4 separate regions of the Mus musculus genome follow, and regions 1, 3 and 4 are each linked to region 2. Evidence: chromatin contacts called from public HiChIP or PLAC-seq and promoter capture Hi-C data. All regions are on one chromosome and are shown on one strand. The core of a region is the stretch at or near the end of the contact, and the rest is flanking DNA. Distances in the headings are between cores, read along the strand shown.

Region 1 (6,253 bases), core at 2,990-5,489, 500 kb before region 2:
GGTTATTAACATCAGGGGCGGGAGAGCTGATCAGTGACTAAGAGCACTTGCTGCTCTGGCAGGACACAAGTGTAGTTGCCACCATGCACACAGCAGCTCACAACCTTCTCCAGTTCCAGGGGACCAGGCATGCATGTGGTACATGCCCATGTGGTACATGCCCACACACACAGGCCAACACCTGAGGGTGCTCTCTTGCCTCCACTTGTCTGTATGCACAGACTCAAGAACGTCCACACACAGAACTAGTTTTTGGCTGTCTTTGTCCTTATAAATCTAAAAATCTTAGACTGTATATCTGTTGAATTACACTTATTTACTATGCCTGCATCCTGGTTCATGTATGGAGAGCAAATAATAATTTTCAAGAATCTTCTTTTTCAGGGGCTGGAGAGATGGCTCAGCGATTAAGAGCACTGACTATTCTTATGATGGTCCTGAGTTCAATTCCCAGCAACCACATGGTGGCTCACAACCATCTATAATGACATCTGACGCCCTCTACTGGTGTGTCTGAAAACAGCGACAGTGTACTTGCATATAAATAATAAATAAATCTTAAAAAAAAAAAAGATTCTTCTTTCTCTCCACCATGTGTATTCTGTGTATGAAATGCAGGTTTGCCAGGCTTGGTAAAACGCTCCAGTGATCACTGAGCCAGCTCCCCAGAACATGTAAATGTTTAAATGTGGTGTGATGACTGCTATACAGCCAGGTTTAAGAAACGCTGATCTATGAAAGTAAAAGTGGAAGGTAAAGATTGTCACCTGATGCAGCCATCAAAAGAGCCCGGTCTGAAAGGGACGCCCTGGCCCATGTCCCCTAGCAGCAGGTCCCCCTCTGTATCTCGGTCCAAGGCGGCATCTACATTGGAGGAAAACAAAGTATGAGTACAGCTACAAAGTACGGGTACAGCTGATGCAGACAGGTGTGGTGGGCAGGCTTGTGACCTCAGTAACAGGGAGGCTGGGGCAGGCGTGTCCCAAGTTAGGGACTAGCCTGGGCTATATGGCGAGACCTTATCTCAAACAAGCAAATAACCATTTCAGCAGCTCCTCACAAAAGGGGTTGGTGATCTTGGTAGGAGGCAAGGCACACACACTTACCCAACATGGCAGGGCTGATGTCAATGCCCACCCAGTAGTGTCCCTCTTCTGAGATATAATCTCCACTCAGCCCAGAACCGCAGCTGAAGAAACGACCCATTGAGGCCCACATTGCCGAACCACAGAAACCCTCCACCCTGACCCAGACAATTAGACCTGGGGCCCCAGGACCTCACCCAATGTCTAACAGGTAAGAAGGCTGACCCTCTGGTAAACAGAGGAGCTCCAGCGCTCGCTCAGTCATCTTGGTCTGGATGTCAATCATCCGTGAGCTGGGAAGGAGAAAAACACAGGAGCAGTTATGGAATTCTGGGTCATATTTCTCCTAGACCAAAAGAGTCAGGAAAATAAAGAAGCAATAATCAGTTAGAGGGACTCTTTCTACCTTAAATTCTTTTTACTTCATTTAATGTGTGTGTGTGTGTGTGTGTGTGTGTGTGTGTGTGTGTGCGCGCGCACGCACATGCACAAGCACAAGATCAGAGGCCAAATTGCTCAATCTGGTTCTCTTCTTCCAACAGGAATTTCTAGGGATTGAACTCAAGTCATAAAGCTTTACCCTCTGAGCTATCTGGCTAGCTCTTGCCTAACAATTTTAAACTTACAATTCTAACTTGAAATCAACAAACTCAAATGCAGTCCTGTGATGGGCATGGATGCTTCCACAAATTTCTGTACTCAAACAGCTGAGGCAAGACTAAGAGTTTAAGGCCAACCTGGGCAAGACCCTGTCTCAAAACACCACCAGTGGGGGCTGGAGAGATGGCTCAGTGGTTAAGAGCTCCAGTTGCTCTTCCAGAGGTCCTGAGTTCAATTCCCAGCAACCACATGGTGGCTCACAACCATCTGTAATGGGGATCCGATGCCCTCTTCTGGTGTGTCTGAAGACAGCTACAGTGTACTCATATACATAAAATAAATACATCTAAAAAACAAAAACAAAACCAACAACAACAACAAAAAAAAAAACCACCAGTAAAGTAGTCCCAAAAGTCCACTTGATAGAGGTGCATGTCATTTTATTGTGCACATATTTTATTAAAATGTGTGTTTGTGAGTGTGCGTATACATATATAAATGCATACAGTACATTGTTTTGCCTGCATGTATGTCTATGTAAGGATGTCAGATCTTGGAGTTAGAGATGGTTGTGAGCAGTCATCTGGGTGCTAGAAACTGAACCCAAGTCCTTTGGAAGAGCAGTCAGTGCTCCTAACTGCTGATCCATCTCTCCAGCAGAGCTGGCAGGAATAGGACCAATCACGCAGCAAGTGACGAGTCAGGGACCACCTACAACTCGACTGGGCCTTCCCGCTTTACTCCTTAGGAGTGTCTTCTCTCAGAGTCACCTTCCATACTTCCTTTCACATACAAGGACCAGCAACGGACAACAAACGTTAGGCTGTGGCTCGGTGGTAGAGCACTTGCCTACCACACAAGAGGCCCTAAGTTCAATCCCTAGTACCTCCAAAAAGCAGCAAGATTCGCCTCAGGAGTCAACGGTGAGTGCCTGGCCATACATCCCACCCCCGGTACCAGAAAATGGAAACCTTACAGCGTCGACCCTGAGAAAACACAGTATAATGCCAGCACGAGGTCCATGTCTCCACAGAACCAAACTCATCTCTGTGAGTTGAAGGATAGCCAGGAAGAATGGGGAAGAGACAGTAAATCAGAGTACAGTAGAGCATAGCTGTGCATGTCTGGAATCCCCATATGCAGACGGCAGAAGGCCAGCCTTATATGATAATGTGGCCATATCTCAAAAAAATTAGCAAAATAAACTATAATCAACTTACTTAACTCTAGAGTTACTAAAGAATGACTTTTAGGCCAATATACTCAAAATGACATTTCAGTACATAATCAGTATAAAATTGTGAATGTGTTGTGTGTGTGTGTGTGTGTTGTGTGTATGTGTGCTCATTTCTTCACATTAGGCCATTTTGACTTACAGTTTTAATAGCTAGCTACTGACTGCCATACTGAACAGAGAATGGCCACACCTGGTCTTCCCAAAAATCAAGGTAAACAGCCCCACAGAAGAGTGTTCCATACAGCCATACGTGCGGGACCATGTCTGCAATTTTACCACTAGTAAGGTAGAGACAAGAGGGTCTGGAATTCAATCACCTCCACTACATAGCAAGTTCAAGAATACTCTGGGCAATATGAGACCAGGTTTCAAACAAACAAACAAAACCAAATAAGCTACCATGTAGAGGATTCAGATATTATTTATGTCAATGGTTGACATGACAACTCAGTGCAATCATGCATTTAAATAAAGATCACAATAAACCCACAATGAGTATGTCCTCTCTCTAATAGTACTGATTCCTTCCGGGGGTGTAGCCTAATGGTAGAGTGCTTTTCAGAATCATCCAGTGAATGGCTAGGGGTGTGCCTCAAAAGTAAAATGTCTACTTAGAATCCCCAAGCGAGGGGCAGGAAGTATCGCTCAGTGACAGACCACTTATGCAGTATGACAGTACCTTATCATATCTTCTAACTATTGCTTACTTTACCACATATTTAAAACACATTGTCAAACGACCCAGGGTAAACTGGAGATGAATATACCCACACTGAGGTAGCAAGATCTTTCCAGGAGCTCAATGGCTTCAAGTTCCCTTTACCGGTGGCAGAACTGCATGTACGCAGACCCACACACACACACACACACACACACACACACACACACTCACACACACTCCCAAATTCTACATGCTTTCCAAGGGACGCCCATAATCGGGGCGACTCGCCGATCCCGACCCCCGCGATGCCGCTCAACAGCCATGCTCTCCTCACTTGCGAACGTATTTCCGGGCTTCATTCTGGTCATAAAACTGTTGAGAAGAGAAAAACACATGGGAGTTTTAAGGGAAGAATCCAAAAGCAGTCATTCTAGAAAAAGACCAAGACCTGGCGGGGCTCTCACCAGCTCCGGCGGTCCGCTGTGTTCGGGTCTCCGGCTACGAGATGCCATCTCGATGGTATGGCAACGCTGGGACCGGCGAGCACTAGCGCGACGCTTTGACGTCATCAATCTGCGCCCGCCTCAGGCGGACCTTTTCCCCCGCCTTTCCTTTTATTTGATTGGCTAGAAGGTGGGGACGCCGCTCAGGATTCGAGGCCTCCATTGGCTGCCTCGGCGCCGCCCCCTCCCAGCCACAACATGGCGGCCGCGCGCTGCCTGGGGTGGACCCTGTCACCGCTATGGAGATGGTGGCAGGTCCGGGGGTTGCCTCCGAGTTCCGCCACGGGTTTGTGCTCGCGAGGGAGGACTTACTCCCGCACCGCCCTCTATGAGCTGCTGGGCGTCCCCTCCACGGCCACGCAAGCACAGATCAAAGCGGCGTACTACCGGCAGAGCTTCCTCTACCATCCGGATCGCAACCCCGGGAGCGCCGAGGCCGCCGAGCGCTTCACGCGCGTCTCCGAAGCTTACCTGGTCTTGGGCAGCACCATCCTCCGGCGCAAGTATGACCGAGGTTTGCTCAGCGACCAGGACCTGCGCGGACCTGGCGTCAAGCCCTCTAAGACGCCCGTGGCCGATCCCGCTCCTCCTCGCCCTCCTCCCTACACCCCTCGGGCTCCCGGTGGCTCTAGGGCTTCTCCCGGCGACGGTCGCACCATGTTCGACTTTGACGCCTTCTACCAGGCGCACTACGGAGAGCAGCTAGAGAGAGAACGGCGTTTGCGCGCCCGGAGGGAAGCCCTTCGCAAAAAGCAGGAGAACCAGGCCAACAAGGGGACCAGCTGGGACGATACACGAGACGCCACTTTCTTTGTCGTCCTTTTCCTTATCTTCGTCTTTGTTGGCTTTCGTATTTAATCGGAGAAAAGGAGGGGAAGGGATCCAGCCCAAGCAACCTTCCTTTCTAGACCTTTGAACCATTGGTCTGCGATTGACTTGACTTCCTCTAGTGGTGTTCTCTTGACCCTCCTCACACCCTCCAGCCTGGCCAGTGATCAACACATCCCTCTCCTTTGGTCCAGAAAAAGACGCTTTTCAGTGGCCAAGAAAGAGGCCCCCGGATAAAGATTCCTGTGAAGACCAGAAATTTAAGTGCTTTCCAGAGTCCCCTGGGTGCCTGTTCATTTCTAGAAGTTACCTTCAGTTGCCAACTCCCAGAACACTTGCTGCGGTTTTAACCAGAAGCCCTGAGCAAGATTTGCCCTGTCCCCTGCCACATGTCTGTATAATAGGTGGTGTTTCCCCTGTAACTGCTGAACTGTGCAATACGACTGGTTGTCCGATGCCAAAAAGATTTAATTCTTGGGGACTCGAGTGAAATTTGTTTTTCTGTGTTACCCCAAGCCACAGGTGAGACTTGATCAAAGATCCAGCAGACGCTGGGGATGTAGCTCTGTGAGAGAATGCTAGCAACAAAAGGCACAGGGTTTAGGCCCCAACTCTGTTATCTTTTGTGTCCTCCTTCCCCACTAAGAAAAAGAGTCAAAGATTGCCAATTTTTTCCCCTCAGTTCTGTACCACACCATTTCTGTTGTGTGGAAGTGAGAAAAAAAAAAAAAAAAAACAAAGGCTTGAGGGTAAGGAATGCAGTTCTGTGTCTAGGGAGTGCCCTTGGGTGCTGTGTGAACCTAACAGCAGAAGGATATGATTTGTCCTTCATATTTTTCTCCACAGTGGTGGTGTAGGGTGGTGTTACTGGAGCCAAGTTCATCTTGGGGCAGCTTGCATGCCTGTCCTTGGTCTTTCTTTCGCTAGCTGCTTGCATTGCTAAGTGTGCAGCCTGTTAACTGTGACAAGACTTGGAGGTTGAGTTCTTGAGTGTGGTCCTCTCATCTATGGTGCTGATCACAAGCGCCCTAAGTCAAATCCCTCTAGTGAGGCTCCTGGACTGTGTGAGTAATCTGAGCCTAGAAGAAGCAGTAGGCTCACTGGTCAAGGTATAGACCAAGGGTAGGTCTCTAATCCAGGGAGGCTGAGTCTGGGGGTTTGTGACCAATCACTTAGCAAGATCTGTCTTTAAAAGGATACAAAGTGACACACAGGGGCCGTGTGCAAAGCCAAGAGACTCCAGCACCACCTCAGAGCTCAGGCTGTAGCCCAGTGGATCGGATACATGCCTTGAATGCACAAATCCCTGAGTTCCACCCCAGCACCACATAAACCAGGC
Region 2 (6,446 bases), core at 669-3,168:
CTGCCTCCCAAGTGCTGGGATTAAAGGCGTGCACCACCACCGCCTGGCTAACCCAGGCCTTCTTATTGTTTAATAAATGCTTTACCACTGGATTACACAACAGTTCTGCACAATGAATTTTAAAGGACAGAAAGAGCCCCACAGTAATATGTCACACAGTTATCTTTTTATACATTTAGATTACATATTATTTATTTATTGTAGAGAGAGGAAAACAAACTTACTTTATTTAGTGCATATATGGATGTCAGAGGAATGTTTGCAGGGAATCAGCTTTCTCTCTCCATCATGTGGAACCAGGATGCCAAACTCAAGTGATTAGGCTTGGTGCAAGATACTTTTATCTACTGGGCCATCTCACCAAACTCACAATTCTACCATGCTTCTTTTTATTAAATCAAGGTCTTACCATGTAGCCATGTCAAGCCTCAAACTCATGATTCTCCACCTCAGCCTGTTGACTACAGGGGTTACAGGTTTGCACCAACATATTCAGCTCTTGGTATTATTATTAATATTATTATTATTTAATCAAGACAGGGTTTCTCATTGTACCAGTGGCTGTTATGGAACTAGGTTAGTAGACTGGCCTCGAACTCGAGATTTGCCTGCATCTGCCTCCCAAGTGCTGGGATTAAAGGTGTGTGCCATCACCACTTGGCTGCACTCTTAATTTTATACCCAGCTTTTAGAGCAGGGCCTGCTATATAGTTTGAAAGTCAGAGTCTTAACTACCCCAAAGGCACATGTATTTGTGCAGAGACTGGGCTCTTACCTACTGTGGTGGTTACTTTTAATTGTAAACTTAAAAAACTAAAATAATCTGGAAAGGATATCTTGATAAAAAATTGTCTAGATTCAGTTGGCCTGTGGACATGTCTGTGAGGGCTATTTTGAGTATATTAATTGAAGTGGACTTGCCCACCATGAGCGTCACCATTCTTTAGGTAGGGAACTCTGAACTAAGAGTAGAGAAATCAAGCTGAGCTGTATTGCAGTGAATCAATTCATTGTTCTGTGCTCTTGACTGTGAATATAATATGACTAGCTGCTTCAAGATCTTGCTACGTTGACTTCCCCCAGCAATGGTGGATTGTGTCTTCTTAGCTGTCAATATAGACCTAGACTGGGGTCATCTGAAAAAACCTCAAAGAATTGCCTCAATAAGACTGGCCCGTGGCCATGTCTCTGAAGACTTGTCTTCATTGATGATTGATGTGGGCGGGCCCAGCCAACTCTAGGCAGCACCATCCCTAGGCCTGAACTATACAAGAATGCTAGCAGAGCCCATGCTACAGGATCAAACCCAGTAAGCAGCATCCTTTAATGTTCTCTTCTTCCAATTTTGCCTTGAGATCTGACTTCCCTCAGTGATGGAGTGCGACCCAAAATAACCTTCTCCTCCTCAAGTTGCTTTTGGGCATAGTATTTACCATAGTAACAGGAAGCAAACTAGAACAGACTATAACCTGGAATTTCTCCCTTATGATCCTTTCATCAATGCATTTTATCCTAGAGACCAGCAGTAAAACAGATACCCTCTTTCCAGATTCCCATCTTGAGGCCCAGTCTGTCACTGAGGGCATCAACCCACCAGTCCCTTGCTCAATGATGTGGCCGATGAAGCTGGACTGAGAAACACTCACATCACACCGTCACTGGTGCAGCTCTTGTCGGTGAACTTATAGCTGTACACCCAGCTCCATGGGATCACATAGTAGCTGAAATTAGGGCAGCAGGACATAGCGATGCTGCTCCCACCTAAAAACAGGCAGAGGAAGGGCCGTGGGATGGTCTTGTCAGACAGGAGGAGCTTCAGGGGGAAGGGGAAGGAGAACCAGCTACATACATGTGGCAACACCAAGCTGGACACTGAGGAAGATGGCCAGGAGAACAAGGAGACCCAAATCGAAGAACATTCTAGAGAAACTTAAGGTTGAAAACAAAGTAGTTGTGTGTCTGTGTGTGTGTGTGTGTGTCTGTGTGTGGTGCATGACTCTGTGAGTGCATGAGGGCATGAGTAGGCAGAGGTCAGAGGAGGACATGAAGCGCTTCCTGAGTGCTGGGATTAAAGGTGTGTGCCACCATCACCTGGCTCATGTCCTATATTTTATAGACGGTTTCTGTATTACTTTCCCTGTTGTCATAATGAAACAGCTGACAAAGGCAGTTTACAGAGAGGGGACTGTCTTGGCTCATGGTTTGAGGGCACAGTTCATGATAAGAAGTCCACAGCGGCAAAGTATGCGGCGGCTGATGTCATTGCATCCAGTCAGGAAGCAGAGAGAGATGCACTGATGCCTGGTGCTCAGTCTGTGCTCTGTTATTGAGCCATGCTAACCAGCCTCTTACTGGGCTAGATGGGTAACTGTACCCCTGCCCCAGTCCATCCCTGACAAATTCTAGGCAAGCATTCTATCACTAAACCACATCCCTGCATTTGATTTGAAAAATAACTTATTTATGTGTTTGTTGTCGGGGTTGGGGGGGTCAGCATGTGTGAGCATGCGTAAGGACTGTGTGTGTGTGTGTGTGTGTGTGTGTGTGTGTGCGCGCGCGCGCACGCGTCAGAGGACAATTTGAAGAGTCTATTCTCTCTTCCCATCCTGTGAGTCTTGGAAATTGAACTCGGGTCATCTGGCTTGGCTGCAGGTGCCGTTGCCTGCTGAGCCATCTCTCCAGTACAGCCTTTGAATTTTTGAGCTAGGATCTCATTGCCTTTCAGGGTGACTTTTAAACGGCAATCTCCCTGCTTCTCCCTCCCAAGAACTAGGGTTACACGTGTGCCCAGAGTCCAGTGTTTCACTATGGCTCTGTCTAGGACTGTCTTCCTCCATGGTTAGTCATTGTTGACTTTCTTTTATGAAACACCAGGATCCCTCCATGTAAGGGGTGTGTCCATAATCAGGCTTCTGCTGTAATCTACCTTCTCAGTATGCGTGCACAGTGCTCTGTCCAAGACTTTCATTCTCCTGTCTTGGTGGAGGAGATCCAACCCAGAGCCTCGCACTCCAGCATATCCTTCATCTCAACCCCTCTGGGTCCTGTTCAGCTGCCCGCTTCTCCTATGGTTAAAGTCTCTGCTCCATACCCTCCAGGTTGCTGGCTGGGATCTGGTTACATTTGTATGGACGATCCAGAACCCCCCTTCCATCTGGGGTGCTTCTCAAGGTCTGGCTAGCCATTTGAACTTCTGCTACCATGGATACCCTTCTAAAATTCTTCTGTTGTCATGGTCACGAGACTGGAATAGACTAGCTCATTTGTCCAGGTTCCCTTCCTTATGGCTCTCATGTTACAGACTGAAGTGTGTTCTCTTTCCCCTAAGTTCACGTATTGGAGCATTAATCTTCAATGTGCCTATATTTAGAAACAAGAACTCTAAGGAGTCATTTTAGTTTTTGAGATAGGACTTCACTACATACCTTTTGCTAGCCTAGAACTTACCATGTAGACCCTGCTGGTCTCAAACTCACAGAGATCTATGTGTCTCTGCGTCCTGAGTGCCGAGATTAAAGGTGTGCCCCACCATACCTGGCTTTTTCATTAATTTTTACTTTTATTTCTACTTGCAAGTATGTGTATGTGAGCGTGTTGTGGAGACCAGAAGTAGGAGTCAGATCCCCTGGAGATAGAGTTATAGGAAGTTGTAAGCCTCCTGAGGTGGGTTCTAGAAACTGGACTTGAGTCCTCTGGAGAAGCAGTAGGTGCTCAGAACCTGTTGCTTATTCATGCCACTTAAGAGCAAGGAAGGCTTGCCTTGCCTTGAACTTCTTTGTAAACTTTGTATACTTTCTAAACTTTGTAAACCCTCAAGTCTAGAATGTGGTCACCCTTACCCCCACCAGATCTAGCAGCCAGGTCCCTCTCCTAGACCTCTCTAACTGTCCAGCTTCTGTAACTGTCACAAAGGTCATCTATAGCCCCTCAACAGGAGCCTCCCCAGATTATGCTAATTAGGTGAAAACTCTGAACAAAAGGCACCAATCCCCGATCTTCCCACAGAAGCCCACCAATCCCTGAACAGGAAAGCCCACCAATCCCTGAGCTCCCCCAAGCTTATGCCCTGAAATCCCATCAGTCCTCACCCTGGAAGTCTCCATCTTTGAAAGCTCAGCATCCCAAGCATCCCTATCTAAGCACTGTACTTTGTCCAATTCCCAGCTGTTGGCTGCTCCTTCCTGGGAGCATAGGCAGCCACTCTGGGTTTATCCCTCCTCTGCCTGGACACTCTAACAAATCTCTTTTATGAGATTTGTTGCCTGGTGTGACTCTCTCATCAAAAGAAGACAGGAAGCAATAAGGAGAAGAAGGGAAGAAGCAAAGAGCAGGAGCAGGGCCGAGGGTCCTGAGTCCTTAGGGTAGCTGAGGATCCCCCTCCCCGGGAGCTGCAACACCTCTGCTGAGGAGGCTTCCTTTCAGAGCTGTGTGGTTCCTGGGCCTCTGTGTCTCAGGATACCATTCCTTTAGGACACTGTCCCACCTCAGAGCTGTGTGGTTCCTGGGTTTCTGAGTCCCAGGAAACTTTCCATCTGTGTAGACAGGCAAACATAACCATGTCAAAATGCAAAGACAGGAGAGGAAGTGGTTCCCCACCAGGAGCTGGAAGGTCTACCCTTTATTGACCTTCTCCTTACAGTTAAGCCCTACCTTTCCAAGGTTTCACAGACTTCATAAATCTTCCCAGCCACAGCAGCCAGGTTCCCTGCATTCAAATACATGAGCAGGGCATGGCGTGGGGCAGAATCTTACTTTTAAGCACAGAACAGAGGCAAGGGCAGCCCAGTCCATACACTTAATTTTTTTCAATATGCTTTTGCTATGTAACCCAGATTGGACTTCAGCCTTGCATATAATAGAATTACAGCCGCATATTACTAGGTCTAGCTAGCTAAAGACAAACTTTGGGGGCTGGAGAGATGGCTCGACAGTTGAGAGTGTTTGGTGCTCTTGCAGCGGGACCCTTTTGGCTCCCAGCAACCACATGGGGTAGCTTATAATGGCCAGGAGATCTGAAGTCCTCTTCTGGCCTCTGTGAGCACTGACCCACACACGCATATGCTTATAGACATATACATAAAATAAAAATACTTTTAAAATGTTAAAGAAAGTCTTTGTTCCAAGGTTCTTTTTTGTTTGTTTGTTTTTGAGACAGGGTCTCTCTGTGTAGCTCTGGCTGTCCTGGAACTCACTTTGTAGACCAGGCTGGCCTCGAACTCAGAAATCTGCCTGCCTCTGCCTCCCAAGTGTTGGGATTACAGGCGTGTGCCACCATGCCCAGCTGTTTCAAGGTTCTTATGACTCTTCAGTTCCTTGAGGGAAATTGCTATTATTGAAATTATTTTATTATTTTCTGTGTATGAGTGTTTTGCCTGCATGCATATCTGTTCCTTGGATGTATGCAGTGTTTGTAGAAGCCAAAAGGGGGTCATTGGATTCCCCGGAATGAAGTTGTAGATGGTTGTGTGTGGAGAGCCGGGAGTAATCACCATTACAAGATGGCGCTAGCTTCCGTAGTGCCTAACTGGTAAAAAAGTAATGTGCGCAGGTGCAAGAGTAAATTAGTGCCAAGTCACTGCCCATCCCGGGGCGTAGTAATGGGGTGATGGGCAAGCAACCAATCAGATGCTGACACGCCACACGGAGGGGTATATAAGCAGCACCATTTTCCGGGTTCGGGGTCTTCCTCCTAATGAAGCAATAAAGCTTTGCTGCAGAAGAATCCGGTTGTCCGAGTGTGTTCTTGCTGGCGAGAAACTAGCTCGAGACAGTTGTGTGCGGCCATGTGGGTACATGGGCTTGAACCTGCATCCTCTCAAGAGCAGCCAGTGCTCTTTACTGCTGAGCCACTGTTCTAGCCTGAGCTTGTTATGTGTTATCGTCCTTAGCTATCTAAGAAAATGGAGATCGAAAGACAGGGGAGCTAATTCATTCAAGGTAAGAGCTAAGGCTGAAAGTGTTCTCTGTCTTATTCTGAAGGATCTCAGAGCCTTATCCCTTTCCACCATGACAACAAACCTCAGAGTTTGTTAAACTGGCTCCATAGTTAAGGGAGAACACCAGAGTAACAGATAAGTCTCAGCTGAGTAGATAAGGAGAGGCGTAGCCGAAGAACATAAAAACCACTTCCAAACTATCTAGAGCCCAAAGGGGAAAATGGAAGTCTAGAGATTACAACATGCACAGCATAAAAACAAGCTGCCAGTTTGTTGCCTAGGAGACTTGCACCTGTTCTGAGACATGATTAGTCAGGCAAATATAACAGCTGGGCAATTCCCATGGCACCTTGAGTATATCGGTATGTTCTACAGGACTTGACATCACTTAGGAGTTAGGGCTGAGGACATGTATGGCTCAATTGGTAAGGTATTTGCCTAGTGTCTTATTTAGGTTTCTGTTGCTGCGACAAAACACCACAACCAAAAGTGAGTTGGGGTGAAAGGGTT
Region 3 (5,928 bases), core at 2,765-5,264, 320 kb after region 2:
TGAGAGGCAGAGGCAGGTGGATCTCTGAGTTTGAGGCCAGCCTGGCCTACAGAGCGAGTTCCAGGACAGCCAAGGCTACACAGAGAAACCCTGTCTCAAAAACAAATAACAACAACAACAAAAACAAAACAAAACAAAACAAAGAGAACATGCTACATTGTCTGATAACCTACATTCTATTTCCCAGAACCAATAGAGTGGAAGGAGAGAAAAACAGCGACACAAAATTATCATCTGGCCTCCATATACGTACCATGGCACACACACCTCCCCTAACCCCATCACATACACTCATAAATAATGATAAGTATTAACAATAAATTAAATAACTTTTTTTTGTTTTGTTTGGTTTGGTTTTTTCAAGACAGGGTTTCTCTGTGTAGCCCTGGCTGTCCTGGAACTCACTTTGTAAACCAAGCTGGCCTCAAACTCAGAAATCTGCCTGCCTCTGCCTCCCAAGTGCTGGGATTAAAGGCATGCACCACCATGCTGGGCAATAACTTCTTTAAAAAGTAAAATGATCAATGATGATATAGCTCGGCAGTATATTGCTGGCTAGAATCCCCCAGTGAGGGGCTGGAAGTGTGGCTCAGTGATAGAGCCCCTGCCTAGAATCCCCCAGTGAGGGGCTGGGGGCGTGGCTCAGTGGTAGAACCCCTGCCTAGAATCTCCCAGGGAGGGGCTGGGGGCGTGGCTCAGTAGTAGAGCCCCTGACTAGAATCCCCCCCAGTAAGGGTTTGGGAGAGTGGTCCATTTCCCAGTCCTGAGAAACACAGGCAGCAGGGTTGCTCCAACTTTGAAAGCAGCCTCCGTTGTCAGGTCCACCCCCCTAAGGGATAGGGAAGGCTCAACCCTAGTGACGGATAACCAAGGTGGATAACAAGGAACCAATAATTAACTATGACTCACCAGGCCCTGGGCTACATCTTCACTTATATGATGTCACTGACTCTCATGCCTGCCCGGTGACATCAGCATTATTAGCAGCCTCGTCATTCCCATCTTGCCGAGGGAGAGTAAAGAATGGAGAATGTAACTTTTACAGACTCCCCCACCGGGCCACAGAACCAGAGAAACTCAAGCAGTCTGGTGGTCTGGGAACTGACTCTCCCAATGAGCCCACCAGGCTGTTTAATACGACATTCCTGTTGTATGTGGTGGCAAGTGACTATGATCCCAGCACTTCAGAGATACAAACAGGAAGATCAGGAATTAGAGTCATTCCTGGCTACTTAGAGAATTCTAGACTACTCGGGGCTACATGAGACCATATTCTCAAAAAACAAAACAAACAATCAAACAAAGGACAAAACCAAAGGAACAGAAAACAAAACAAACAAGGGCCTCGGAAGATCCCAAAGTGGATAAAGAACTGACTGCGCAAGCATGGGGACTGAGTTTGGGTCCGCAGTGTATAAACCGAGGACATGATGAGAGAGTACAGCCGGGGGCATCTGCAAGAGTCCAGAACTGATATGGCGGGCAGATTGGGCATGGACAATAGTTGAGAGAGAGCCGGGTGGTGGTGGCACACGCATTTAACCCCAGCACTCGGGAGGCAGAGGCAGGCGGATTTCTGAGTTCGAGGCCAGCCTGGTCTACAGAGTGAGTTCCAGGACAGCAGGGGCTATACAGAGAAATCCTGTCTCAAAAAAACAAAAAACAAACAAAGCAAAGAGAGATGAGGCAAAGAAAACCAAGAGAGAGGGATGTGAGAGAGAGAGAGAGAACCAAGAGAGAGATGAGGGAGAGAGGACCAAGAGAGAGGGATGAGGAAGAGAGGACCAAGAGAGCACATACAGGGATGAGAAGCTGGGAGAGGGGAGCCCCAAGAGCTGGAGAAGTTTGGGGTAAGGGACAGGGTGAGAAGGGCTGAGAAGAGTATTCCTATTGCCATGAGCCCCCAGGCCAGGGTGCTCTTTGGTATGCTAATAGACACCACAGATAGCCCTTTGACCCCAGTTTCTTTTGTACTTAACACACAGCAACCCACATAAAAACTGAGGGTGGCCCCATGTGATGCTGCTTGCCTTTAAGCCGGGCTCTCTGGAGGAAGAGGCAGGCCAATCTGTGAGATCCAGGCCAGCTTAGTCTAAAGAGTTCTAGAACAGCCACAACCACACAGAAAACAAAACCAAAAAAGAGCTGAGTGTGGCCTGTGCCTCCTGTCCGAGCAAGCGCTGGGGTGGGGCAGTTGCAGAACCAGGAGGATACTAGGGGATACCTACTCATCCAGCTTGCAGGTTCCAGGTTCGATGTCTCCTGAGAGATGGTCTAATGGTTAGAGGCACTGCCTGCCCTTCCTATAGTACTGTCTTAGTCAGGATTTCTATTCCTGCACAAACATCATAACCAAGAAGCAAGTTGGGGAGGAAAGGGTTTATTCAGCGGACACTTTCCACATTGCTGTTCATCACCAAAGGAAGTCAGGACTGGAATTAAGCAGGTCAGAAAGCAGGAGCTGATGCAGAGGCCATGGAGGGATGTTTCTCACTGGCTTGCTTCCCCTGGCTTGCTCAGCTTGTTCTCTCGCTCTCTTTCTCTCTCTCTCTTTTTTTTTGGGGGGGGGTCTTTTCTAGACAGTGTTTCTCTGTATAGCCCTGGCTGTCCTGGAACTCACTCTGTAGACCAGGCTGGCCTCGAACTCAGAAACCCACCTGCCTCTGCCTCCCAAGTGCTGGGATTAAAGTCGTGCACCACCACCACCTGGCCCAGCTTGCTCTCTTATAGAACCAAGACTACCAGCCCAAGAATGGCTCCACCCACAATGCCCCCCCCCCCCCGATCTCTAATTGAGAAAATGCCTTATAGCTGGATCTCATGGAGGTATTTCCTCAAAGGAGGCTCCTTTCTCTGTGATAACTCCAGCTTGTATCAATTTGACACTAAACCAGCCAGTACAAGTATCCAGGTTCAAATTCTAGCACCCACCTGGCATTCCAATTTCTGATACTCTCTGTAACTCAAGATCTAACACTCTCACACAGACATTCATGTAGGCAAAACACTGATACACATTATATATATATATATATATATATATATATATATATATATATATATAATAAAAAAAAAAAGCGGCCGGGTGTGGTGGGGCACGCCTTTAATCCCAGCACTCCGGAGGCACGGGCAGGTGGATTTCTGAGTTCGAGGCCAGCCTGGTCTACAAAGTGAATTCCAGGACAGCCAGGGCTATACAGAGAAACCCTGTCTCGAAAAACCAAAAAAAAAAAAAAAAAAAAAAGCATCAAATAGCCCAGCGGTGGTGATGCACACCTTTAATCCCAGCACTTGGGAGGCAGAGGCAGGCGGGTTTCTGAATTCGAGGCCAGCCTGGTCTACAAAGTGAGTTCCAGGACAACCAGGGCTATGCAGAGAAACATTGTCTTCAGAAAAAAAAAAAAAAAAAAAAAAAAAAAAGCAAAGCAAAACAAAACAAAAAAAAAGCATCAAAATAAAAAAAGAAAAATCCTACTTCAGAGAGAGAGAGAGAGAGAGAGAGAGAGAGAGAGAGAGAGGAGAGAGGAGAGAGAAAGAGAGAAAGAAGAAAGAAAGTCAGTTTCTGGGTCAGAAAGATACTCAGTGAACACTAAGGCGCCTGCCACGAAGCCTTTGCTCCCCAGGAGATACACTATAGAAGACAGCTATCTTGCCGGTGTCATGAGACCTCCACAGGTGTGCCATGACATGTGTGTTCCCACGGGCCTCCTTCTGGTTCAGACCAGGTTCAGTTGCTTCCCAGTTGCGACACAAAAGACCTAACCTCTCCTGGTTATTCTCAATAAAAAATGGGGCTGGCCCCAGGCCACCGCCCTTCAGCCAGCAGTGTCCTAAACCCGACAGTGGGAATCGCTCCAGCTACCGGTATTACGCCGTCATTTGTTTTCTTCAACAAGAGAAGTTTCCAGATGGGGGCAGAACCTTCCTGGCCCCGCCTGCCCGCCCCCTTTGCAAGCTTAGGGGGAGGAATGCAGAGGGGAGGGGCGGCGAGGGGCGGCCCCTGAGACGGTCATTGCCATTAATAGAGACCTGAAGCACCGCCTGCTAAAAATACCCGGCTGGGCACACATAAAAGCACGCTGGGGCTCCAGTCCGGCACTTCTCGGATCCTCAGCCCAGTGCTTCTAGATCCTCAGCCTTGACCAGCCAAGAACATGACCGAGCGCCGCGTGCCCTTCTCGCTGCTGCGGAGCCCGAGCTGGGAACCATTCCGGGACTGGTACCCTGCACACAGCCGCCTCTTCGATCAAGCTTTCGGGGTGCCCCGGTTGCCCGATGAGTGGTCGCAGTGGTTCAGCGCCGCTGGGTGGCCCGGATACGTGCGCCCGCTGCCCGCCGCGACCGCCGAGGGCCCCGCGGCGGTGACCCTGGCCGCACCAGCCTTCAGCCGAGCGCTCAACCGACAGCTCAGCAGCGGGGTCTCGGAGATCCGACAGACGGCTGATCGCTGGCGCGTGTCCCTGGACGTCAACCACTTCGCTCCGGAGGAGCTCACAGTGAAGACCAAGGAAGGCGTGGTGGAGATCACTGGTGAGTTTCCCTTGTGCCCAGAGGGGACGAAGCTGCCGAGGCGAGAGTGGTGGCTGGGGGGCTGAGGGTGGGGGCTGAAACCCTGAGGAATAGAACCCTGAGAAGTTAGAAATGAACCTAGGGACCCGGAGCCCGCATCATTCTCCTTTGCCTGCTTCTCTTGCCCCGGAACGCGGGGTGCAGGTTGCTCTTAAAAGCTCTGTCATCTTCGATGATATGGACCAACAGCTGGGGATGTAGCTCAGGGTAGAGCTTCGCCTGGCCTGCCGGGAGGCCTTGAGGCTTTGCGTTCCACCCGCAGCACAGAAACAAAATGAAGGAAGACCCAACACACCTTCTGGAAGACCTCATTCCCAAATAAGCAAGCGGCAGGATCAGGGTCCCTAGACCCAGCCGCAGAGGCTTTGAGTATACCTACCCTGGTATCCAAGTCTGGGTCAGAGCCAAGCCCTTCGCATCCCAAATCTCAGAAGGGAAGTTTCTGGAAAGTTTTAAGATTCCAGACAGTCAGGCACCCCGCCGCACTCGGGTTTGTTTGCCTCCCTGGGGGGTCCCAGCCACTCCTTAGCTAGGACAGCAGAGGGCTGCTTCTGACCTTCTGTCCCCACCCACAGGCAAGCACGAAGAAAGGCAGGACGAACATGGCTACATCTCTCGGTGCTTCACCCGGAAATACACGTGAGTTCTGATTCCTTGCATGGAGGGCGGGGAGGTGGGGGGGAGGGGGAGCGGACCCAGGGCGGAGGGCGAAGAGCCCCGGGTCAGGAGGGATGTGTAACCCTTGCCCTGATTTTCTGTGTGTCCAGGCTCCCTCCAGGTGTGGACCCCACCCTAGTGTCCTCTTCCCTATCCCCTGAGGGCACACTTACCGTGGAGGCTCCGTTGCCCAAAGCAGTCACGCAGTCAGCGGAGATCACCATTCCGGTTACTTTCGAGGCCCGCGCCCAAATTGGGGGCCCAGAAGCTGGGAAGTCTGAACAGTCTGGAGCCAAGTAGAAGCCATCAGCCTGCTGCCTATCTCCCATAGCCATTGCTGGCCACCCCTCTCTGTCAATCTGTGCGCTCTTTTGATACATACATTTACCTGCTGTTTTTCTCAAATAAAAGTTGCAAGCTACTGCTCACCACCGTCTGACTCCAGAGTTATTATGGTGGGCTAGGGATGGGTGTGCTAAATTGGAACACCCTTTGGGGTCTTTGCTAAGTGCTCACTATGGGCTCAGGCCCTTCCTGTGGGAAAAGAGATAACCTGGAGATTAAAAGTTTACCAGGGGGGCTGGAAAGGTGGCTCAGCGGGTAAGAGCACTGACTGCTCTTCCGAAGGTCCTGAGTTCAAATCCCAGCAACCACATGGTGGCTCACAACCACCCGTGATGAGGTCTGACACCCTCTTCTGGT
Region 4 (5,921 bases), core at 1,535-4,034, 410 kb after region 2:
GCTCTTTTGGGGGATTTTTGTTTGTTTGTTTTACTTTGTTGAATAAAGTTTTACTATACAGCTCTGCCTTGTCCTAGAACTGGCTATGTCAACCAGGCTGGGCTTGAACTAAGAGATGAGATCTGCCTCTGCCTCTGCCTCTGCCTCTGCCGATTCTGTCTCAAAAAATAAGGCACAGAGAATGATTATGGAAGACATCGGACATCAACCTCAGCCTCCCATGTGCGTTATATGTGTGGTGTGTGCATGCCTGCACTCTCTCTCTCTCTTACACACACACACACACACACAGACACACACACACACACACACACACACACACAGTAGAGCCAGGAAGATCAAGAGTTCAAGGTCAGGCTGAAGACCACTTCCTGCGAGGACCCAGGTTTGTTCCCAGCACTCACGTGGTGACACAGAACCACCCCTACTTCCAGTTCTTGAGGAGCTGATTTGCGATTCTGACCACCATAGGTACCAGGGGCACAGGGCACATACTGTGCACATACACACCACTCATACAGATTAAATAGATAAACAAATCGTTTTTTAAAAAAGAGTTCGAGGTCATCCTCAGCTGCATTGCAAGATTGAAATCAGCCTAGACTACAGAGATGAGAAAAATATCTCTACCTGTGACTCTCAGTGAAAGTTTACGTAGTGTGTGCTCTCAGCACCCAGATGGTCGCGCACACAGGTGTCCCTCTCATTGCGGCCTTCAGCAAGAGTGTGAATCTGGTGTTGAGAGTTGGGGCAGGGGGCAGATGGAGGCTGTTTCAAAAGCTGACCGGACTCTCAGGACTCCAGATAGTGAGAGTCAGGCCAGAAGCACAGATGCGGAAGAAGGCTGGCGGGCTAAGTGGGCAGGACCCGGCTTGCGTGGGCTGGAGAAGAGAAGCAGGCACCTGCCTCCCAGCCACCGTGGGGGTTTGCATGGTAGGAATCGGTAGAGGAAAAATGGTCCGGTGTGGGATCCCTGGAGTCCGAGGTGCCCAGGGCCATCATGCCCCTCCCTGGAGAATCTCTCCCTGGCTTTTGACTCCACTCTGGCATGCAGACAGTGCATTCGGGCAGAGAGGTGAAAACAGATCCGGATGTGGACACGAGGTTTTCAACGCGCCATTCATGGAAGCCCAGGATAGCCCCCAGCAGAATAATCATCTTTTGTGTTCCTCCTGCCCTGACTGGGGACAGCTGGGACACGGGAACCGAGAACTGTAAGAAGGATGGCAGCTACCAGCCAATCTTTTCTGGTGGGGATAGTTTCCTGGGCCTTCCCAGGGCTCCCAGGCCACCCACTTCTAAGGGTCCCCCCGCCCCCGGCCAGTTCCCTTCCCTCCCTGAGCGGTGGCTATTCTCCAAGGCCCCTGCCAGAAAGCTTCACCAGTAACTATGGTATTTGCTTCCGCGGCCTAGGAGCTGGAGAGAAAGCCACTCTCCCCTGTGGGACTCACACCCCAGACAGCTAGCTGGACTCTTTTCACCATGCTCAGGGAATAAGGCCTCAGCCCCACAGCCTTCAGCGCGTATACTTCATTCCTGTCCTATTCTCAGGGACAGCAATAGAGGTTGCTTCATCCCTGTCCTAAATGGCCATGGCTTGTTTGTTTGTTTTTTTTTTGAGAGATGGTTTCAAACTCTTAAGTAGCCAAAGACGACCTTGAACTCAGATCGACCCTTCCGTTTCCACCCCTGAATGCTAGGATTAAAGGCACTTGCCACGTCACATCTGTCTTGCAGGGGTCTTTTTAAAAATGTGTTTTCTTGTTTTATGAGTACGGGTGTCTTGCCTGCAGGTGTATATAGGCAGCATATATGTACCTGGTGTCTCGGGAGGCCAGAAGAGGTCACTGGACTAGAGTTATAGAGCTCTGTAAGTCGCCATTTGATTGCTGGGAATCAGACCCTGGTCCTCTGAAAGAGCAGTAGGTGTTCTTAACTTCTGATCCAGGGTTCTTGAATGTTCTCAGAATTCCTTTTAGCCCCGGTGGGGCAGGTGATTAGGAGCTGTGAAGCCTTTGTTCTTATTGGCAAAAGGGTCCCATATTCTTTCCCTTATACTTGTTGCCATATTAAATGGGTAATGTTTATAAAAGGTTTCCCCAGTGTCTGGCCCGCTCTAATGTGCTTAGCTATTGCTATGACTGCCCCCGTCTGACCTCCAAGACAAGAGCCAGATCTCATTCAATAGTTGTACGTGGCATATGATGTTCAGAAAATGTTTGTTGATGGGCTGAGTGAAATTGTGGCTATGAAGTCATAGAATGAAACAGAGGGGTCTCAGGAAGTAGTCAATGAGTTGGCTCAGCAGGTAAAGGTGACTGCTGCCAAGTCTGATGACCTAAGTTCAATTCCTGGGACCCAAATGTCAGAAGGCAAAACACTCTTGCAAGTTGCCCTGTGACTGTCACTTGTGCATGCCTGCACACACATAAATAAATAAATGCAATATTAAGAATTTTTTTTTTTTTAAAGAAAGGGCTCTGGAGGTTTTCAAAGGAAATTGTTATTACACAGAGAGAACACACACACACACACACACACACACACACACACAACTGAAGCATTCATACCTGTAGGGATGTTCTGGGTTCTTTCCCTCCAGATAATCCAAGTTTCAATCACTGCCTCTGCTCCAGGGACTTTAGGAGGGGGAAGGGCCCCCGAGATACAGATCAGCACAGACTTTTCTTCTTTTCTTTCCGTAGCTAGAAGGAGAGAAGAGGCAGTGTCCTTGGCCATGGAGCTGCCGGTGGCCCCAGCCTGTCCCCACCTGACCTTGGGGGCAGAGAGGCTAAGGGACAGTGGAAGTGGTCCGCAGTGTGGTGAGCAGCCCCGGAGGAAGGGCACCGAGGAAGAGGAGGAGCTAGGAGGCCAGGTGCCCCTCCTCCTGCCATCTCTCCCCCTCTGGGCTCAGGTTGCAGAGAAGCCCGAGTGGTTCCTCACCCCTGTGCAGGACAGCCGAGCATCAGACACTGGTGATGGAGAAGCAGCCTGGGTTACAGTGCGAGATCAAGGTTATCCCCAGCTACCTAGTGAGACCCTCTCGCAGCATAAAGAGGTGAAGGTGGGGGAGGGGGGAATTATCAGGATCGGCATAAGTCAGGTGGCTCAGAGGGTGAAGTTGATGGCTGCGCAGGCCTGGCAAATTCAGTTCAACCCCCAGACTCCACAGAATATCGAAAATCCAGGCTTGGTGCAGCACTCCTTTAATCCCAGCACTTGAGAGGCAGAGGCAGGGGCTGGTGAGATGGCTCAGGGGTTAAGAGCACGGGCTGCTCTCCCAAAGGTCCTGAGTTCAAATCCCAGCAACCACATGGTGGCTCACAACCATCCGTAACAAGATTGGATGCCTCTTCTGGAGTGTCTAAGACAGCTACAGTGTACTGACATATAATAAATAAATAAATATTAAAAAAAAAAGAGAGAGGCAGAGGCAAGTGGATCTTTTGTGAGTTTGAGGCCAGCCTGATCTACATAGTGAATGCCAGGACAGCCAAGGCTATATAGAGACTCTGTCTCAAAAACAAAACAAAACAAAAATAAAACACCAAGAAGAACAAAATCTTGTTAGAATTAAAACTTTCCCCCAGTTGTGAGTGTTTTGCTTGCATATATGCCTGTGTATCGCATTCAGGCCTCATGCCTTTGGAGGTGAGAGGAGGGCGTTGGCGCTCCTGAGTCTGACTGCAGACAGTTGTGAGCTGCCCTGTACGCACTAGGAATAGAACCTGGGTCCTCTGCAATAGCAACAATTTCTCTAACCACTGAGCCATCTCTCTAACCCTCCCTGTATATTTTATTTATGTATATGTACATGCATAAGTTTATGTGTGTCTTGTCTGCTGAGACTGGAGTTACAAATGGTTGTGAGATGCCCTGTGGGTGCTGGGAACCAGACTAAGGTCTTCTAGGATCATCAAACCTTCTAACTACTGACTCCTTTCTCTGTGTAGCCCTGGCTGTCCTGGAACTCACTCGGTAGACCAGGCTAGCCTCAAACACAGATCCACCTGCCTCTGCCTCCAAGTGCTGGGATTAGAGGTGCATGCTACCCGCTGCCACCACCACTACCCAGATATTTTTCTTTAAAGGGTTATTAATGTGTACGTGTGTGTGTGTGTGTGTGTGTGTGTGTGTGTGTTAGTGTATTCCATGTGCAAACGGAGGTTTGAGGAGGCCCGGAGAGGTCAAATCCCCTGTAGCTGGAGTTACAGATGGTTTGTAAGCCACCCGATATGGGTGCTGGGAACCGAACTCTGGACCTCTAGAGAAGCCAGAAGTGCTCATGATCTCTGAGCTACCTCTCCAGTCTTCCTTCCCCTTTGTGTGGATTCCAGGGATGAACCCAGACCCTCAGACTCTGAGGACAGCACTTTTATCTGCTGAGTCATCTGCTGAGTCATCCCATCAGCTGCTCTTGTTTATTTTTGCCAGACTCCCTCTTACTTCATAACCAAAGCTGGCTTCAAATACAATCCTCCTGCTTCAGTCCCCCAAGCGCCGTGTTTCAGGAGTGTGTCACCCCCAGGCCTTACAAATCTCTGGCTTTCCCCCCTGGTAGGCAGGTTACCCCAGTTCAGGGAGGAATGGGGATGTGAGTTCGAAACACAGGTTAACTCTGATCGTACATATCCAGCCCTTCTCTTTCTGTTCCCAGCACAGCCATCAAACACAGCCTTGGGTAACAAGCCTGCCAAGGGCAGGCTCCCAAGCCCAGGCCCTGACTCCTAAGAACCATTAGCCCTTCTGTAATTCCTGCCAGGAGAGGTGCTATCTGTCTGGACCCCACCCGCACAGTTGCCTGGCAGCAGGCAGGTAGGCCTGGCACACTGTAAGAGGGGATGTTTGCCCCCTCCTCCCTCTCTTGCCCCCTTCCTTACTCCTCCTCCCCCTCTCTCCCCATTCCCTCACCCCTTCTCTCCATGTGGTCATGGCCGGCCTCTACTTCTCTGCTCTCTCCTTCTCTCTGCCTTTCTCTCCCTCTGCTACCCTCTTAACTCCCCTCCCCATGCTCTGAATAAACTCTATTCTATATTATACAGTCCTGTGGCTGGTCTCTCAGGGGGAAGGGATGCCTTGGCATGGGCCCGCTGAGACACCCCCTTTCCCCACACCCAGACAGAACATATCTTGATAGCTCTTTCTCCTTTTATGATCACAACACTGTCGACAGCTGCCTCTGATAGGCGTCCATCCCTCCTCCCTCCCAGTGCTGACCATGTATCATGTACCATGTACCATGTACCATGTACCATGTATCATGTATCATGTATCAGCTTCAGCAAGTTAATACTCTCACGCGCCATGGCCAGCGGCTTAGCCTGGCACCCTCAGGGTCCTGCCTGGCCCGCCTCACCAGCCTTCGAGGCTCATCTCCCAGGACCTGGGCATTTCTGCAGGCCCACCTGAGCGTCTTTCTCCATCTTGGCTCACACAGCTGCCTCTGCCTAACCAGGGCTCATTGCTTACGCCCCATGAGTGGAGGGAGCACTGACCCAAGGATGTACTCAGGTGAATCGTTTGTTCTTTGATAATTGTGCCAAGCCATGTTAAAACCAAAGCCTGCACAAGGCCCTTGATTGCACCCCCAGTGTCTCAAAAATAAAATAAGAAATCAAAGCTGGGTAGGGCAATAGCCTGTCTAGAATGATAGCACTCAAAGCAGAGGCAGGAAGATCCTGCAGTTTGTTTGAGACAGGATCTCACTATGTGACTCTGGCTGGCCTGGAATTGGCCTCAGACTTACAGAGATCCACCTGCCTCTGCCTCCTGAGTTTTGGAGTTTTATGTATTCATTTGTTTGTTTGTTTGTTTGTTTGTTTTTGAGATAGAGTCTCACCATGTAACCCTAACTAACAGAAATTCACCTGCCTCTGCCTCCCTAGTGTGTGCACCTCAGAGGCAGCAGTGGGAGGCTTCTG

What was found. Promoter capture Hi-C pulls out the DNA fragments that hold promoters and counts their contacts. HiChIP or PLAC-seq counts read pairs in DNA pulled down with a chosen protein or histone mark. Capture Hi-C pulls out chosen DNA fragments and counts their contacts.
Region 1: an HNF4G HiChIP or PLAC-seq map of pancreatic cancer cells shows a contact between it and region 2. The contact joins the promoter of Dnajc30 here to the promoter of Ccl26 in region 2. A contact is called at or near these places in 2 of 115 datasets of contacts at active chromatin or transcription factors (microglia and pancreatic cancer cells).
Region 3: a contact with region 2 is called in a promoter capture Hi-C map of liver, with 3 times the contacts expected there. The contact joins the promoter of Hspb1 here to the promoter of Ccl26 in region 2. A contact is called at or near these places in 5 of 39 promoter capture datasets (the 3T3-L1 cell line, the HPC-7 cell line, cranial neural crest and 2 more), 1 of 115 datasets of contacts at active chromatin or transcription factors (pancreatic cancer cells) and 1 of 9 other capture datasets (adipose tissue).
Region 4: a promoter capture Hi-C map of pancreatic islet shows a contact between it and region 2. The contact joins the promoter of Ssc4d here to the promoter of Ccl26 in region 2. A contact is called at or near these places in 4 of 39 promoter capture datasets (cranial neural crest, liver and maxillary cranial neural crest), 1 of 115 datasets of contacts at active chromatin or transcription factors (pancreatic cancer cells) and 1 of 9 other capture datasets (pancreatic islet).

What each region holds. Positions count from the first base shown.
Region 1 is chr5:135,059,967-135,066,219 of GRCm38.p6, forward strand. It overlaps Dnajc30 (DnaJ heat shock protein family (Hsp40) member C30), which reads left to right and starts at 4,240. Exons shown (of 1, transcript NM_025362.3): 1 at 4,240-5,399. The coding sequence starts at 4,285. The coding sequence ends at 4,944. It overlaps Bud23 (BUD23, rRNA methyltransferase and ribosome maturation factor), which reads right to left and starts at 4,993. Exons shown (of 13, transcript NM_025375.4): 1 at 4,558-4,993; 2 at 4,048-4,209; 3 at 3,918-3,955; 4 at 1,283-1,378; 5 at 1,107-1,189; 6 at 768-864. The coding sequence starts at 4,095.
Region 2 is chr5:135,561,651-135,568,096 of GRCm38.p6, forward strand. Ccl26 (chemokine (C-C motif) ligand 26) reads right to left here and starts at 1,919. Exons shown (of 3, transcript NM_001013412.2): 1 at 1,850-1,919; 2 at 1,647-1,761. The coding sequence starts at 1,919.
Region 3 is chr5:135,883,905-135,889,832 of GRCm38.p6, forward strand. It overlaps Hspb1 (heat shock protein 1), which reads left to right and starts at 4,015. Exons shown (of 3, transcript NM_013560.2): 1 at 4,015-4,530; 2 at 5,145-5,208; 3 at 5,337-5,659. The coding sequence starts at 4,155. The coding sequence ends at 5,526.
Region 4 is chr5:135,971,692-135,977,612 of GRCm38.p6, forward strand. It overlaps Ssc4d (scavenger receptor cysteine rich family, 4 domains), which reads right to left and starts at 2,785. Exons shown (of 11, transcript NM_001160366.1): 1 at 2,571-2,785.